Linked DNA regions of Sus scrofa: region 1 is linked to region 2. Evidence: chromatin contacts called from public Hi-C data. All regions are on one chromosome and are shown on one strand. The core of a region is the stretch at or near the end of the contact, and the rest is flanking DNA. Distances in the headings are between cores, read along the strand shown.

Evidence for each region. Hi-C and Micro-C count contacts between places; a contact is called where the count stands out from the background.
Region 1: a contact with region 2 is called in a Hi-C map of skeletal muscle, with 2.5 times the contacts expected there. The contact joins the enhancer-like site here to the promoter of HSD17B1 in region 2. A contact is called at or near these places in 2 of 5 promoter capture datasets (fetal liver and liver), 3 of 47 Hi-C or Micro-C datasets (retroperitoneal adipose tissue, skeletal muscle and subcutaneous adipose tissue) and 1 of 2 datasets of contacts at active chromatin or transcription factors (skeletal muscle).

Annotation. Positions count from the first base shown.
Region 1 is chr12:20,560,864-20,565,471 of Sscrofa11.1, forward strand. STAT5B (signal transducer and activator of transcription 5B) reads left to right here. Exons shown (of 18, transcript NM_214168.1): 12 at 2,100-2,306; 13 at 3,595-3,689; 14 at 3,791-3,921. Among named protein-coding and RNA genes, the nearest start is that of GHDC, 18 kb to the right of the region's middle. Within about 2 kb of position 2,143, at least 2 of the 83 cell types and tissues checked have an H3K27ac peak or open chromatin away from gene starts, as enhancers often do. A contact at or near this core is called in skeletal muscle, where this site is marked.
Region 2 is chr12:20,269,208-20,273,935 of Sscrofa11.1, forward strand. HSD17B1 (hydroxysteroid 17-beta dehydrogenase 1) reads right to left here and starts at 2,142. Exons shown (of 6, transcript NM_001128472.1): 1 at 2,046-2,142; 2 at 1,771-1,938; 3 at 1,451-1,630; 4 at 1,215-1,308; 5 at 599-776; 6 at 261-509. The coding sequence starts at 2,142. The coding sequence ends at 261.

The DNA of each region.
Region 1 (4,608 bases), core at 893-3,392, 290 kb after region 2:
TCCCTTTGGTAACAGTAAGTTTGTTTTCTATGTCTGTGAGTCCGTTTCTGTTTTGTAAATAAGTTCCATTTGTATCATGTTTTAGATTCCACGTAAAAGTGATATCAGGAATTCCTGACATGGCTCAGTGGTTAATGAACCTGACTAGCATCCACAAGGACGTGGGTTCAATCCCTGGCCTCATTCAGTGGGTTAAGGATCTGGCGTTCTGTGAGCTGCAGTGTAGGTCACAGATGTAGCTCAGATCCCGCATTGCTGTGGCTGTGGTGTAGGCTGGCGGCTATAGCTCTGATTCAACCCCAAGCCTGGGAACCTCCATATGCTGCAGGTGCAGCCCTAAAAAGATGAAATTTAAAAAATGATATACAGTATTTGTCTTTCTCTGTCTGACCTACTTCACTTAGTGTGATAATTTTTAGGTCCATCCATGTTTCTGCAAATGACTTTATCTTTTTACGGCTGAGTAATATTCCATGGTATATGTATGTACCACATCTTCATTATCCTTTCATTTGTTGATGGGCATTTAGGTGGCTTCCATGTGTTGTCTATTGTAAACAGTGCTGCTGTGAACATTGGGGCGCATGTATCATTTTGAATTAGAGTTTTCTCCAGACGTATGCCCAGGAGTGGGATTGCGAGATCATATGACAACTCTATTTTTAGTTTTTTAAGGAACATCCATACTGTCCGCAGTGGCTGCACCACTTTACCTTCCCACCAACAGTATAGGAGATGGCTCCCTTTTCTTCACACCCTCCCCATTATGCTGCTTTAATATAAATACATACTTGTGGGAATTAATTCTACAGATATATTTGCGAATGTGCCAAGTGACATGAATAGGCTGCAGCACTGTTTGTAGTAGCCAAAGACTGGAGACTCGTGCGCAGATGTCCCCCTGCGAGGTTAAATATATTATTATTCCTCCATAGTGTAGAATAATGAGCAGCCTCGAAAGAAAATTTTATGTGCTGAGGCCTCTCAGATAAAATATTAAGTGAAAAAAAAAAAAAAGATGCAAGATGTGGGTTCTATATATTAAAAAAGGGGAAATGTATACATATTTGCCAGCATGTAAAGAATATCTTTGGAGGTATACCCAGTAAACTAGATTACAAGATTTAGGAAAGGAACTAGATTGCTGATGGACAGAGAAGGGAAATGACTTCACTGTAGGCCCTTCTGTGCTTTTGAAATTTTATATCATGTGGAGAAATTGCCTATTCCAAAAAAAAGTTACAATAATTAAAATGAAATACCGTGGCTGAATGGGATGAAAAGCCATTTATTAAAAATTCACATTCTGGAGTTCCCATCGTGGCGCAGTGGTTAACGAATCCAACTGGGAACCATGAGGTTGCGGGTTCGGTCCCTGCCCTTGCTCAGTGGGTTAAGGATCCGGCATTGCTGTGAGCTGTGGTGTAGGTTGCAGACGCGGCTTGGATCCCACGTTGCTGTGGCTCTGGCACGTAGGCTGGCGGCTACAGCTCCGATTCGACCCCTAGCCTGGGAACCTCCATATGCCACGGGAGCGGCCCAAAGAAATAGCAAAAAGACAAAAAAAAAAAAAAAATTCACATTCTAACCTGTTTTGCAGTAAAGTTGTCAGAGCACAGTTTCCACTCTTCCATAGTAAGTCCTTTCACTTTGAGCTGGAGTTCTTGGCAGAAGGGGTCAAGGGCACGGATGACGGTTGCGCACCCACATATGAACACACACATTCTCTCTCTGCACCTAGAGAACCAGTCTTGTGGATTTGTACTCCCTTTGAGTTTATAGTGTCAGAGTCAGACTTTGGTCATGTTTTGTCTCCGTGACCATGAGAGCATGGGATCAGACAGTATGTCCAGCAGCTCTTTTACGGAACAGCACTGATAGCTTCCAAGTGGCATGTGAAGACAGTGAGATGGAACCTTCTCAATGTCCCAGAACCGCAAACCCCGCGAAGGTTTGAGTTTAGCCCCACGCTCAGCCAGACAAGTGTTTGCAACTCCATCCCCTCCTCAGTGGTTTTCTTTTTCGGGCTGAGGGGATAAATCCTGCAGGTGTTTTCTCCTAAGGTTCTGGCTTCTCTCCCCTTCACCCCACCCCCGCAGGGCAGGGTGCCCTTTGCGGTGCCTGACAAAGTCCTGTGGCCGCAGCTGTGCGAGGCGCTCAACATGAAATTCAAGGCCGAGGTGCAGAGCAACCGGGGCCTGACCAAGGAGAACCTCGTGTTCCTGGCGCAGAAGCTCTTCAACAGCAGCAGCAGCCATCTGGAGGACTACAGCGGCATGTCTGTGTCCTGGTCCCAGTTCAACAGGGTGAGGGCCCCCGCCTGCTGCAATCAGATCAGCCCCTCCAGGCCAGACCCCTCGGGAGCATCCCTGCCCCGGGCCCCCGTTCCTCATGCCTCTAATACACCATGCCCACGGTAATAGGAAGCCTCTGAAAGCCACATGCTTTGTGTGTGTGTGTGTAGAAAATTTTGTGCTTGAATATTTAAGCAAACGGCTTTGCATGCATTTTCTTCCTTTGTAAAGGAAACAGCAAAGCAAATGATCACATAACTCATGAGAAGTAAAGCTTTGGTGATGCTCAGAACTCCATGGCTCAGTCCCCTTGACTCTCTGAGGCTCCTTGAGTGTAATGCAAAGTCAGACTCCCATGGGGCCCTCAGCCCTCAAAAGAGGGTGCCAATGAAGGCCACATTTCCTCTAGCCTCAGGCAGTTCAGATGCCACCTGTCACATCTTCGATTTTAAATTGAACGTTTGTGTCTTTGCATCCATGGCCACCCCCGTGTTTTAAGTGCCCCAGTTCAAAGATCTCATAGTCTCTGAGTCTAACTCTTTTAAATGGCTGTGTGTTAACCAGCTAGCCAACAGGTTTGCTGGTAGTCAGAGGAGGTTCGATAGGGGAAGCAGGAGGCCTTGGTAGTCTGTCTTTTCCGTTGCAGAATCATGCCTTCCAGCAGAATCAGATAACTGCACTTTGCTGATAATTATTGCAGCAGCTGTATGATGGCGTGTTCTCTGTGGCCTCACAGTGTGATCTAGTCCAGTTCAAATTTACACATCACCTGGGCAGCTTGTTAAGGCGCAGGCTCAGCTTCAGCAGGTCTGAAATGGGGCTTGATATTTTGCGTTTCCCAGAGGCTCCCTGGCAACGCTGCCGCTGCGGGTCACAGACCACACATCAAAAACAGTAAAGGAGGGGGCCCAGTCTTTAGGGCCTTAGCCTCCTGTGACCCTCTTATGCCTGTCAAAGCAATAAAGCTATTCTTTTCTCCTTTGCTCCGCCCCCCCCCCCCAAAAGCAAAGAACAAGTCAGTCCAGATGCAGGGGCAAGTGTTTGTAGCCGAGATCCACGGACTGTTGGTAACTGCTCTGTGGTATTTCCCCCTTCTTCTGTCTTTTCCTCTCTATCCTGGTTTTTTTTTTTTTTTTGGTTGTAGGACCACTTGATCAAACTCAGGCAGGCGTGTATATTTCTATGATTCTGACAGTGTAGATGTTATTTTCCCTTTAATTTCACCAGTTAAAGTCTATACGGGTAATATCCTGAGGGTTCCTTCTGCCTATTTGTATTCATTTGTTGTCTCTCCAACCAGGAAAATTTACCAGGACGGAATTACACTTTCTGGCAGTGGTTTGATGGCGTGATGGAAGTGTTAAAAAAACATCTCAAGCCTCATTGGAACGATGGGTGAGAATCCTTTCTTAAGTTAGCAGTAGAGTTAGGAAGATGATCTTTCCGGCATTAAAACATCCCACTCTGCTTCTGCTCCTTTGGCATTTCTGATCCAGGGCTATTTTGGGTTTCGTGAACAAGCAACAGGCCCATGACCTACTCATTAACAAGCCCGACGGGACTTTCCTGCTGAGGTTCAGTGACTCTGAAATTGGTGGCATCACCATTGCTTGGAAGTTTGATTCTCGTGAGTGCCCCTCCCTTTTTTAAGACATATCTTGGCTCTCGTTAGCTGCTTTTGTTGCAAAATTACTTTAAGAAACAAGTTATTGAGTACATATTATTCTTTGGGGCCAGTGCTAATTATGGGAAGCACAAATGTATAACCATGACACAGCTGCAGCCTGTGTAAAATCTTCTGGGAAACAGTTACTAGTTTTGAGAAACACAAATGTACAAGGGGACATGGCCACCTGTAATGCAGCGCCCTGTCCCAAATCTCAGCTGCTTCTCATTTGAAATATTTGCCTTCTTATCACTCAACTTTGAACTTACTCCAGTAAAGAATTACTTTGTTGTTTGGAGTTGTTAAAGTGGAATAATATGCTATTTGAATCATTCCTTTATCCTATTATAAGAATATTGCCATTGGAGTTCCCATTGTGGCTCAGGTTAAGAATCTGACTAGTTGTGGTCCCATCATGGCTCAGTGGTTAACGAACCCAACTAGTATCCATGAGGACATGGTTCGATCCCTGGCCTTGCTCAGTGGGATAAGGATCCAGCATTGCCCTGAGCTGTGGTATAGATCGCAGATACGGCTCGGATCCCGTTACTGTGGCTGTGGTATATGCGAGCAGCTACAGCTCCCATTCAACCCCTAGTCTGGGAACTTCTATATACTGCCATGTGGCCTTAAAAAGAAAAATATATA
Region 2 (4,728 bases), core at 892-3,391:
CTCCTCCTGCTGCAGACACCCCTTGGGGATCGAGGACCACTCTCCCTGCCCTGTGGAGGACGAGGAGTGACCTTGGGCAAAGCTCCTTCCCTTTCTGGGCTTCGGTTTCAGTAGGTACAACCCGGGCTAACACGACCTTTCCTGACGGCTCACCCTCTGCAGGCGCAAGTGCAGAGCAGTCAGGAGCCCCTTTCCATCCCTAAACCGCACACCTTCCGGGCCGCAAAGGAGAGTGCGGGAGACAGCGGCAGACCAAGCCCTTATTGCGGGGTGGCAAGAGGAGCGCCGAGCTCAGACGGCCCCAGGTCTCCAGCTCCCGCCTCCGCCTCGCCGCAATCAGTGCCCTCGAAGCCCTCGGTGGCCTGGTCGCCGAACACTCTTTGGTGCTCGGCTGCGACGTAGCTGCTGCTGCTGGGGTCGGAGAAGCGCAGCTTGATCAGGGGATGGAAGTGCTCGGTGGTGAAGTAGCGCAGAGCCGGGCGCGGCGCGCGCAGAGCCTGGAGGAAGACCTGCGGCGGCGGGAGCAGGCGAACTTGGTCGGGGTTGGGCTTGGGGCCTGGAGCGCCGCCCCCGCTCCCGCAGCCCCGCCCGCGCTCACCTCGACCACCTCCTCCGGGTCCTGCGCCGCCTCAAGGAACGTCTGCTCGAAGTGGCTCAGGTAGCGGGAGAAGAGGTCACGGGTCTCGGCGTCCGCGCGATCCAGTATCCCGCCCAGGCCGTCCTCCAGCTTCTCGGGGAAGGCAGTACGCACCGGGCCGCACTCGATGACGCTCACGCTGCGGGCCGGAGGGCGGCGAGTGAGCGGGAGTGGATGCGCAGCCGGGAGGGAGGCGGGCGAGGAGGTGGGGGGTGGTTTGAAAGCGGCTCACTGCCCCCAAAGCGCCCCCACATCCCTTGGAGGGTGTGAGAGGCTCTGGCGTCAAAATGCCAACTTGCCTGGGACACTAACTTCTGTGCGACCTTGGGTCAGCACCGAACTTCTCTAGGCCTGAGCTTCCCCATGACGATACCGACGCCTCACTAGCTCAGGCGGAGTGGGAGGACGCGTGCCAAGCGCCCAGTACTGTGCCAGTACTGTGCCTGGCACACGACGAATGGGACCCGCACAAGGGAGGGGCCAGCGAGAACGCCTGGGAGCGGCTCCAACAAGGCAGGGTGCTGGGGTTCCCAAAGGCAGGGTTCAGAGGGTCCCCGGGGGCGGGGCGGTAACTCACTGGACCCCGAAGCTCTGCAGCACAACCGCCAGACTCTCGCATAAGCCTTCGATTGCAAACTTGCTGGCGCAGTAAACAGCGTTGAAGGGAAGCCCTTGGAGGGGAGAGGGGGCTGCTGAGGTGCGCGGAGCAGCAGAAGCAAGCGAAGCCCGTGGCGGTCTCGCCAGCTCCCACCTCCCCGCTTTTATCAGACGCCCCCCCTCCTGCCGCTTCTGGCCCCTCCTTTTTCTACTCACCTATCAGGCCTCCCAGGCTCCCGGTCACCAATATGCGACCCGAGCGGCGCCGCTTCATGTCCGGCAGAAAGGCCTGCATCATCCGCACGGTGCCGGCCAGGTTCACATCCAGCACGGAGTCCACAGCGCCCTCCCTGTGTGCCTCCAGGGGCCCCACCAGGCCCCGGCCTGCGTTGCACACTGTGGGGAGAGAGACCACACCCTGTCCGCCTCACGCAGAGCCCTGCACCCCGCTTGTCCCCTGGGGCTCCCTGGGCCTCCGTACATCTTGGTTTGGACACAGGGTGAGGAAGGGCAACTTGTTTGGCGGGGAGGCTCACCCAGCACATCCACGCGTCCCTCGGTCACGTGTGCCCGGGCATCCGCTATTGAATCTGCATCCCTCACATCCAGCTGCAAGGTCTCCAGGGAGCCCGGGGGGCACCCTCGGGCCTGGGCGGCCTCCAACAGCGGGCCTTGTGCCGTCAAGTCCCTTAGGGTGGCGTACACTGGAGGTGCAGGGAGAAGAAGAGGCTCTGAATTCCTGGCTCCCAACCCTACCTAGGCCCCCTCCTACCAGGAGCTGTGGTTTCTCTCCACTCCCAGCCTCCTGTACCTTTGAAGCTCTGAGATGGGTCAGATGCCAGACGCAGGGCCAGGTGCAGGCCGATGCCGGAGGAACAGCCGGTGATGAGCACCACGGTGCGGTCCATTGGGTTGTGCAGTTTGGAAAGGCGAGGAATGCTGGGCTCTGGTCTCCGGGATAGTTATCATCTGCTGTGACCCGCCCCTGCCCGCTGGGGTCCCCACCCCTTATTATGTCTTCAGCACAATCTCAAGGCTGAGCCCTCCTGTGGGTTGCTGGCCTGCTCTCCCCAATTTTCTCTAGGTCAAGGCAGAGATGAGGCCACTGCCTGGAACATCCCCTTTTAGTTGCTGGTCAGAGGGTGGGTGAAGCTTTGCAAACAGGAGGTGTGGGCACTGAGTGCCCCAGAGCTGATCTTCCCCTAGCAAGCCTCTGACACACAGGGACAATCCTAGTTGCCAAGGTTTGTTGCTGAGGGTGTGAAAGCAAATGCTTCGGAAGGGCATTCTCAGTGTGTCTGTTCGTTTACTTATTGTCTTTTTAGGGGCATATGGAAGTTCTCAGGCTAGGGGTCGAATCAGAGCTGTAGCTGCCACTCTACACAACAACTCGGGATCCAAGGAGTCTGTGACCTACACCACAGCTCATGGCAGCGCCAGATCCTTAACCCACTGAGTGAGGCCAGGGATTGAACACACATCCTCATGGATACTAGTCTGGTTCATTACCGCTGTGCCACGAAGGGAACTCCAGGGCAGTCTCCGTTCAAAGGTCAAAGGTTACTTTTTAAAATGGGGGAGCTGAGGCAAGGGGGCAGGGAGAAGTGGCCTCACCAGTGTCTATGCGATAGCCTTGAGTCCTCCCAGGTGTCATGGCACTGACATTCCGACACACAGGTCCAGGTGATTCATCAGTTTATTAAGTTGTATTAAAACAGTACTTTGATCCCAAATTTGAGATGAGGGAGGAAGGCAGCTCAGGCCCCTCCAAACCTTCCATGCCTGATCCCACCAGCATGAGTTCCTTCACCCAGGCCTGGGGAACTCCTGTGAGGCTTGTCCAGCCCCAGGCCCTGGGAACCTGTCCAGGCCTGGAGTTTGGGGAGAATGTGGCCCAAGGATGGTTGATGTCACAAGGAGCCAGCCACCCACCGGGGGTAATATTTGAGGAAGAGCTTCTTGGCCAGGTCTACCGTGTCACCTTGGGGCTGGCTAGGGTACCTCCTGGTGCCAAGGACAAAGGTCTGTTCCAGCTGGAAGACGTTCTGGTCAAACTGGTGCTGTTGGAAGGGGATGCCTTGGACCAGGCTTTCAACCAGCATCTCCATGAAGAGCCGCCAGCGGGGGGTGTAGTAGTCAGCCACCAGTCCTGCCAGCTGCTTGTTGGCATAGTCTAAGATGTTGCCTTCTGGCCCCCACAGGGTCAGCTGGTAGCGGCTGTTCTGCTCATAGAAAAGGGCCTCAGCCTCACTGACTGCCACCCCCCGGGCCTGCTCCAGCCAGCTGCCCAGCAGGAAGTGGCTGTCACTAGCCAGCACCTTGTCCAGAGCAGGCAGAAGCTCGTAGGCCAGGATGCCTCCTGCCCGCATCAGGGAAACCAGTTCCTTATTCAGATAGGCCGTCCTCGCCTCTTCATAGTATAAGCTGACCAGCTCCTGGACTGCCTGGCGAGTGATGTCCACCAGGTCATAGCGGAAGGCTGGGCTGCTGGCCAGGGTGGGAGTGGCTTTCAGCAGCAGCCGCCAGGCTTCAAATACATCTGATTGGTTGTACCAGACGGTGGTCGCCATCTGGAGGGATGGTCGCCTGACCAGGGGGCTGCGATTGTGTCCGGTGCAGCCCTCGCCAGAGCAGTTGTAGACACTCCTGAGAAGCAGCCTCCAGGCCGCCTCCGCATCCCCCTGGGAGACCCCGTACCGCCGGGCCGCAAAGCTGGTCACCCAGGTCCCCAAATCTGCCACTGGGTCCTTCCGCCAGCCCAGCTCAGCCATGAGGGCGTAGACCACCTCGTTCTGGCCGATGCCCTCAGGGGCCATGCCTGTGCCTGCCATGGTGGAGTTGGGGAAGAGGCGGGCGGCTGCGGGGCCTTGGTTCACAGACTCCAGGGCCCCAAACAGGCCGTGGTTGCCCCCAAAGTTATGCAGCATGCACCAGATGAAGGGCTGGCCCAGGAAGGAGGCTGTGCGGACGTACACAGGCTGGCTCTCTGCAAACAGGTCCAGAACCAGGAGGCGGCCGCGGGGCACGGCCCCCAGCACAGCCCCCACCTGTGCGGGCCCCCAGAACTGGGGCTGGTGCTGGAAGAGCCAGCCTTGGAGCAGCCACACGGCGTCAGGGTCCACTGTGGTTGGGGCAGGGGGGACAAAAAAGAGGATGCTGAGAAGAGAGGGCGCAGGGGAAGGTTGGCCCTATTGTACAGATGAGGAAACAGAGGCCCTGGGAAGGGACGTTAACTGACTCTCTCACAGGACACTGCTTTCCCGGACCCCCCAGCCAGCGGGGCATTTCATCACACACACCCCTCCTATCTCCCTGTCCCCCCCACCCCCGCCGCCCCCGGGGAGTGCCAGGATAGTGTTGTATAGCTTAATGGAGCAGAAGAATTACCCAGAGGGCTGATTCTGATTCAGGAAGTGGGGGAGGTGCTGACAACTTGCAGATCTGGTGGCTCCGGGGATGCTGCGGTCCCCGGACCACACTTGGAACAGTGCTGC